Regions from separate parts of the Mus musculus genome. Here region 1 is linked to region 2. The links are chromatin contacts, called in public Hi-C maps. All regions are on one chromosome and are shown on one strand. The core of a region is the stretch at or near the end of the contact, and the rest is flanking DNA. Distances in the headings are between cores, read along the strand shown.

Region 1 (4,047 bases), core at 1,420-3,919, 150 kb after region 2:
GAGAGCAAGACAGAGAAATTCCAGAAAAACGATTGTTTTAAGTACCTTCTCCAATTGCCCCTGTCATGTGAGTATCTGTCATGTGAGTATCTGCAGCCTACAGGAGACTTGATTTTAGTTTGTTGATTTCCATCATGGCTATCCAAACAGTATTCCATGATGAGAGAATGGGCTGTTGGAGAGAAAAATACTCCAAACTCCAAAGAGAGAGTCATTTAGAAGGACATTTCTTAACCATGGTGTTGTCTGGTGTGTCTCTGTGAGCTGAGAGATATGTCATGGTAATTTGAGGTTAATAACCATTAAAGACCTAATATACATTTGAATGATGCTCTTCATAAATAACTCCGAGAAAATCCAAGGTTACCTTTGGACAGTGTCTCCTCCTTTCACTGTAATTTGTCTTCTTAAAGTTAAGCTACCCACTCCTTTGGCCTCACTCTGTGCTTCTGAGTCTTATTTGCCCTAAGAACCTCAAGGAGAGAGACCTATCGCAGATTTGTGCACCATCTTCTATGGCCTCCTTTTCTATGTTCATGCCCTTCTCTGATATGCCTTATTGCTCATCCACCAAGAAGTGTAACCTATTCGAATCCCCCCGCCCCTGCAACTTCCAGCATGAGAGCTGGCTGCCGACTTATTTTGATTTCCAACATGTAGCAACAGAAGTTGTATGAGCTCTCAGATTAAGCTTGAAAAGGCTATGCAAGTGTCTGTATCGTCCAGGAGCCCTGAACTTATTAGGCTTATTGGGGGAGCTGGGCCAGCTTTCTTAAGCATGAGTAATCAGGCAAAAAGAGACATCCAGAAGGAGCCAACACCATCTGTTAGGCAAGTGATTTGGGGTCCTTTTAAGGCCACCCTGCTCCAGGTGAAATGTCAGATGTGTTGGATCACATGAACAAACTGGTAGAAGTCATCAGAACCTTCCCTGAGGAGCCCATTCCAAATTACTGGACCTCTTAATCAAATTCATAGGAACTGTTACAGTATTTCCAGTGATTTCAGAACTCAGAGCACAGTTATATGTTTCTTCCAAGGTCAAGTCCAGGCTACTTCTATGAACATACCTAATGTTCAGTGGATTGTCAAGCGCCTCTAGCCACTGGCTAAATGGAAAAACAGACAGACAGAAGGACAGACAGAAATCTTCCCATATGACTTAAAGCCAGAAGAAATGCTATTATTAGCCCACGCTATTACTACAACTGCACAGTCACTCAAGCCAAATAGCTCAAAAGAGCTGGTGTGTCTGATGGGCTTTGTGGCATGTATACCTTAGCCAATAGAGGAATTCTAGCACAGATCTTAAGGAATTTGAGAAAAGGTACACCAAACCCTTCAGATGCTGTTACTTCAGAAGCTTCTAGATTTCTACCAGCCAAGCACAAAATGCTTGATCATAATCCATCAAGTTACTAAACCACCGAGGTGTCCGTACAAAACTGGATAGTGTCTGATCTGCAAATGACAGACGTGGTCTGTAGGTGTGGAACTAATCCATCATCATCTGGAAATGAGATGCCAAAGGCTGGGACAGGATGATCTGAAGCTGCATAAGCTACTTCCCAGAGCCTGCTCCCCCTCTCAAGTCTCTTCTCTCTCTGTCTAGCACCCTCTGCCTCATAATTCCTGTGTCCAGTTAACTGAGAGAGGAAAAAAATTAATTGATGATGCAGTACAAGATTGGAACATATCCAAATTATGAACAACCTCAACCATATTCACAATGAGATGATGAACTCCATGGAGGTACATGCCCACAAGGCATGAAGTACATGAAACAATGGATTCTGACTATTACGTTTTCATATATATATCTACACACACACACATAGTATCAGAGGCATAGATTTGTACTGGTTCCTTAACATTGACTAAAAGTTTGACAGGAAAGCAGGAACTTGAAAGTAAATGCTTGGCAAATAAGTGCCAGGGAGTTCTGGAGAAGAGAGAGGAATGTGATAAAGCTCTCTGAAGAGGCATGTCTGGGGCAATATTTGTATCATGTGTGATTGTTTACCAGAGAGAAATACAGAAGAGAAGCCTAATGATCAGGAATATGTTGTGACTGCTGCCCTAATAGTTATTCAACTTATTCCATCTGCCTTCAACCAGTGGGCTTGAGACAGAGGGCATGGCGGCAGGGGTGGAATTGTGTAAGGATTCAGGGGCATGACCTAAGAGTTACAGCCAGGAGTTCTGCCTGCACCACTTTGCAGATAGATGAGCAGGGTTTCTCAGACTGGTGAGTCAAGGGTTTTGTTTTTTTGGGGTTTTTTTTGTTTTTTGTCTTTTTTTTTTTTTTTTTTTTCTGTTTCCTCTTAATCCTTCAACAAGAAGACAAGGACTAATGCTATGCATGAGCTCACTGCCACACAGCCTTCCCAATCTCATGATGCTTCGGAGGCAGGAAATTAGGGCAGAGTAAGGTCTCTGATTGCATGTACAAAAGATCTATGCATTAGCGTATGAAAGAATCCAAGGCAGAAAAGAAGACTGCAATATGTGCCCACATGTTAAGAAGGCGCGTGTGTGTGTGTATGTGTTGTGTGTGTGTGTGTATGTGTTGTGTATGTGTGTGTATGTGTGTTGTGTGTGTGTGTGTATATGTGTGGTATGTGTGTGTGCGTGTGTGTCCTATGTGAACTGTTCAACACAAAGCGAGTGTGCAGTGGAATCACATGTTCCCAGTTATTCTGCTTACCTTGTTTCTAGATCTCTCAGATGCTTAAGTTCAAAGAAGCCAGTGATTGTTAAACCAAACACACATCAGAACCTCCCAGACATTTGTTTAAAATCTCTAGGGCCAAAGCCATGTTAGCTGTTCCAGAAGTTGCAGAGGCAGGAATAGAAACCCTATATTTTCAAAGACACTTATGGGAAGGTTCCAGCCCTCAATTAGATCCATGACATGAGCCAGGATGCTGCTGCAATGACACATTCCAGGGCATTGGAGCCTACATGCCTCTCTCACTCTGGGCTGTGTCCAGTGTGACTCTCTGGAGGTCATCTCTGCAGGCAAGCTATTTCAAATGGCACCTCCAGGGCCCTGCCAGGACCTGAACAGAATACATTGGATGCCCCTCTTTGTCTCCATCTCTAGGCTACCTAATCTAATTATCACAACAACCAGATGTGACAGGCTCCTTCTCAAAGCCATTTTAATGTCCCCAGAGGTACCTCTCAGGATACAGGCCTTCTATCTTTTTTTCCTCTCCTGTCTCTAGCAAAACACCTTGGCTCAGATGCCTGACCTGGGCCAATTAGCTATGAAGCATCCTTCTGCTGAAATAATTCTATTGTGGGCCCATGAGTAGCAGCCATGAACTTTCACAATCAAATGCAGGTCTACAAAGAAAAGATAATTGACCATCTTATCATTCTAAAGATGGAGGAGGGCAGGCTCCTGGGATGGGCTACTGCCTCCCTGAGATAGTCTTACCTCTGAGTCCTTTCATGAGTCAGTGCCTGTCTTCCATGCATTTGAAGATGAAATGAGTGTAGAATTACCTTTCTGTAACAGAATACTGCAAGCCAAGTTACAAATCTCAGTGATTTAGTTGGCTCGTGGTTCTGGAAGCTGGGAAGTCTAAGGACTCAGTCCTGGCATCTGCTCATCTATGAGACTTTTACTTCTATATCATCCCATGGTAGAACCCAGAATGGCAAAAGAGCTTGTGGTTGAGCTGGAAAGATGGCTAAGCAGCTAAGAGCAGCAGCTGCTCTTCCAGAGGACCTGGGTTTAAATTCTAGCACTCTTACACTCACATGTAACTCCAGTTCCTGGGGATCTGACAACTTCTTCTGCCCTCCATGAGTAACAGGCATACAAGGGTGCACAGACATGCATGAAAACACTCATACACGTAAAATAAAAATGAGAGAGTGAGTCTGTGCTTCAGAGATTAAACCTCCAGCCTCAGGGTCTTCATGTCTAATATTAATCCTTTGGTGAGTGCGGAGCCCCTTGCCTGATCACTTCCTATCAGGTTCCACCTCCTCCAGTTTGTATTGGGAAACTACAGTATTAGAACTTGGGCTTGT
Region 2 (4,156 bases), core at 225-2,724:
TTCAGATATTCACCTCCTGTATCCTGCAAGTCTCTGAATATGCAAGTCTCACACCAGGGTCAGGCTGGAATTACTGAGGATAGAAAGTAACTCTAACTGGTGTCCAATGAGAAAAAGGAAATTGGTCAAAACTCATAGGCTGACTGAAAATGTCATGCTTAAAATAATAATAATAATAATAATAATAATAATAAAGCGTGAAAAGGCAGACCCTTCTCACCAGCTCGATCTAGACCTACGATCTCTTCTCTACTGGTTCCCCAGCTTAGATTGCAGGGGACTTTGGAGAAGTGTGATCTTGTCTGCATCAAAATGTTGAGTCAGATTTCCCCTGGGATTCCTGTGACTGTGAATGCTAAACACAGAGGGGCTAGCTTCTTGGGGACCCTGAGCACATATTTCTGGAGAGAAAATGAAGACCCTAGCAGGAGACTCTATACTGCACTTTGTCTCTGGAGTGAGCTGGAAGACCGAATCCTCACCCTGCTGTCTCACCTTGAGATTGGACTTGTTGCTCCCTTTCTCTAAATCTTAGGTTCATTTTCACTTGGAAAGCAATAACGCGACTCAGTGGGCTTTCTGGCTCACTCTTACTTTAACAGCAATCACCTGCTTTGCTGTGTAGGCTGTGCTGAGGCACATCCACAAATCTCTACTCTCTCTTTTTATAATATTTTTATAGATTATTGAGAATTTCTCATCATGCATCCCATCATATCCATATCCCAGTCTGTTGCCCCTCTACCCCTGTGACACCCTCCACCCCCAAGAAAGAAGGAAAAAAGAAATCCAATTTATATTGTCAGATACTCACGGGGCCTGATCAAACTCCCAGTGGCCAGAGTCTTAAAGAAAACCATTTCCTTCCCCACACACCCCATACCAGAGTCATTAATTGTGAAGAGCCTCACTTTAGCATCTTAATCACAAAAAGTTCTTTTTGATTGCTTTCTGTTTAGGCTGTTACCTTTGAGAGTGTATGGAGTTGTCATATAGGCCTTCTTTTACCTGAGTCTACAGTCATCAGTACCATGGTAAAAGTAACTTCCTTGCCCTTTACCATAAATGGAAACACAGATCGAAGACTTGCACATGGTCTCCAGTATCAGCACATACCACGGACCTTAGCATAGTCTCCGGTGACAGTACAGACCACAGAAAGCAACACGGCTCTCTGCCAACTTTCTAATCTGCAATATCCTGGTCCTTGAAAGGCAGTCACATGAATGCCTTCAGAGCATTGGTGGAGGAATTAGAGATCATGCATCTTCATACCTTGTGTTGGTTTAACATAGGACAATAACATCCATAATTAGCAAAATACAGGTTGTTAACAGAAAACCAAAATCGTAACAATTCCTTTAGGTGTCAGATGTCATCCTGGTGAATTTCTCCAGTGCATAGCAACAGGGCTGGAGTGACGTCCAGCAAAGGAGCTCATTACAAGTCCCCTCTTGTGATGAGTCATCGCTGCCTGCCACCTCCCTGCCTGGGCTGAGGGTGGACAAGACCAATCAATGAGGCCATAGCGTGGCTGAGCTGGGGGTGGAGAGATCATTTGTTCATCTGGGTAAAGATGAAGCACAAAGTGCCCTCCCCTCCAAGTTGAGGAAATTGGAAATTTGGCAGAGGCCCAGAGTGAAGAGTGACTCACCCCAAATCATCAACTGAGAAGACTCCATAGAGCTTGGGTTTAAACCTGGCTTTGAAGAGATTACCAAAGTGCAAGGGAAAACAGCAGTGGGGCCTGGGCCGAAAAGTACCAGCAATTATGTACTGAAAACTTGAATAGGGTGTGCCTTGGTTGCAGGGGTGCAGAGGTAATACCATATTGGTGGGTGCCTGTGCTTTGCATGTGGTAACAAAGCAAAACTGAGATGACTGCAGAGTTGGTCCCAAGAGTAAAGAGAAGAGGAAGGGAACACACAAGGAGTAGAGGTACCCATGTGTATCTGAAGGAAAGTGTCTTCCCTACTACAGCCACTGAGGCAAGGAAAAAGCTGGGTAGGGAAATTGAAGGCCAGTATGCCCAGTGGGCTGCCCTCTTCCTCAGGAACACCAATAAATAGCACATACCCTGAGGCCAGGCCAACATTATCTCTCTACTTAACTTCCTGTGTCCTAAATCAAAACCTTACACCTATAGGGGGCCCTGTATGCAAGAGCAAGAGTCCCATTAGCCACATCCTCACAATACCAGTTCCTCTCTGGACACTAACGATGGAGATGGTCTGTGCTTTAACGCAGGGTGCAGTAGCTGATTAGTCTTCATTTTGAATGACCTGTACTGAAAAGTAAACTTCTTCTTTAAAAAAAACCATATATATATGGTTATATATATATATATATATATATGACCCAAGACCCAAGAGCAAGCAATCGTCTTGCTTCTATCCTGTCTGACTCGAAAAGTCTTTTTCAGGCACTGCTGTCTCAGATCTCACGGCAGCCCTTCCCACGTGGTGCGCGCATATGTGAGCATGAAAACACGATGTGTTTATGAAATAAATGGGAAACTCAAATGCCAACTATCACCATGAGCTAAATGTTAAAATCTTACATTTTCCTACAGTCTGCTCTCCCCTCCCTTTCTCTCCCTTTCTCTCCCTCTCTGGTATACATCTCTCTCACAGTCTCTTTCCCTCTCTTGGTGTCTTTCTCTCTGTCTTTTTCTGTCTCTCTGTCTCTCACTCTGTGTGTGTGTGTGTGTGTGTATGTGTATGTGTGTGTGTACGTGTCTGTCTGTCTGCCTGCCTGCCTGCCTGTCTCAGAGTATATGTGTGTGTGTGTGTGTGTGTGTGTGTGTGTGTGTGTGTCTGTCTAATAATTTAAAATCAGCGCATGATGGTTCATTATTTGTAGATGCAACTGGCTGTGTCTCTGACTCCCTCACTGAAGCTCATTTTCCTTGCTTCTGGGTTCTCTCACAAATCGCACCTTAACAAACACTTGCGAATGTCAATATTTCCTGTATAAAACTCACTCTTTTCTGGAGTTAGGACTTGAACTTCCATGGATTTCTTCCATGCAGGTATTGCTGCAGTTTCTGACAGGACTGGTCATGGGAGACCATGGTATGAACAACCCAGCAGCCACCTGCTTCTCCCTGAAATGTAATAAGGAGACATTTAGTGCACATACCCTCTTCCATGTGATTAGCTAATGTGAGCATCCCCTACAAAGCAGCCATCCCTAGAGGCTTTTGAAATCATCTTTTCAAGCTGCCAGCTCCTGATGCTGGTGAATTAATCAGTGCAAACACTCCCTGATGATACTCGCTGCCCATCTTTCTGGTGAGCTGGCTGTGCCAAAGAGGCAATGGCCTGCAGACTTGACCTCACGTACTAGTGGAAAGCAGACTCCGATCCTTCTAATGGTGTGAAAGAGGAACAGTATTCCTGGTAAGCCCCTTTCCCTTCTAAAGCATCACACTTGGTCACAGATACAGGCAGCACTTAAAATAAGTTATATATGCCTCAAGGGGACATACAACTGTTGACTTTCAGGCTTAGTAGAAAAGATGTAGTTTGAATCACCATTTGGATTCCCCAAGGGTCTCTTCCATGTCCCTTCCAACCTCTTCTGATGCATAGCCCTCCGTACACATCTCTCCCAACACTTGTCCTCCTACTGTCCTCCTAGTTGGCCTCCTGACTGGGCTATGGATGGCTCTGCCACTCCCACCTGAACCCACTACATGCTCACTACCAGAGCTAGGTGCTCAAAGAAAACTTCTCAGAAATCAATCCCCAACATTCCCTAGTCCCTCAGGTAACTGCTTCTTGTAGCAGTGATACAGGGCTCTAGTTTATCTTCACTCACGTTTCCCCTGATATGGGCAGCCAAGTGTAATGAGAATTTTGGTTTCTTTAAAATACACACACAAACAAAGGAGAGAGACAGAGACAGAGATAGAGAGACAGGGAGATTATAAAAATATGTTTTCATTTTAAAATCAGGTATGGGATATGAGGCTGCTTCAAATTGTCCACAGCAGTTGACTATGATTTGCCTTATGCTTTAGCAAGGACATAATATTGCCAACTGCAGATCATTTCTGTGATTGTGTGACATTTGGGATTCTGGGGACTTGTCTAAAGGTATATAAATGCTAGGGCCCCAAGAGGTGGTGAGGGTTATTGGTGAGATGTTGGTT

The links. A called contact is a pair of places that touch in the nucleus more often than the background predicts.
Region 1: a contact with region 2 is called in a Hi-C map of the N1E-115 cell line, with 4 times the contacts expected there. The contact joins two enhancer-like sites. A contact is called at or near these places in 10 of 484 Hi-C or Micro-C datasets (the N1E-115 cell line, cerebellar granule neurons, cerebellum and 4 more) and 2 of 115 datasets of contacts at active chromatin or transcription factors (large pre-B cells and neural progenitor cells).

Annotation. Positions count from the first base shown.
Region 1 is chr15:72,352,817-72,356,863 of GRCm38.p6, forward strand. No RefSeq gene overlaps it. Among named protein-coding and RNA genes, the nearest start is that of Gm23217, 99 kb to the left of the region's middle. Within about 2 kb of position 2,670, at least 1 of the 459 cell types and tissues checked has an H3K27ac peak or open chromatin away from gene starts, as enhancers often do. A contact at or near this core is called in the N1E-115 cell line, where this site is marked.
Region 2 is chr15:72,206,712-72,210,867 of GRCm38.p6, forward strand. No RefSeq gene overlaps it. Among named protein-coding and RNA genes, the nearest start is that of Gm23217, 47 kb to the right of the region's middle. Within about 2 kb of position 1,475, at least 15 of the 459 cell types and tissues checked have an H3K27ac peak or open chromatin away from gene starts, as enhancers often do. A contact at or near this core is called in the N1E-115 cell line, where this site is marked.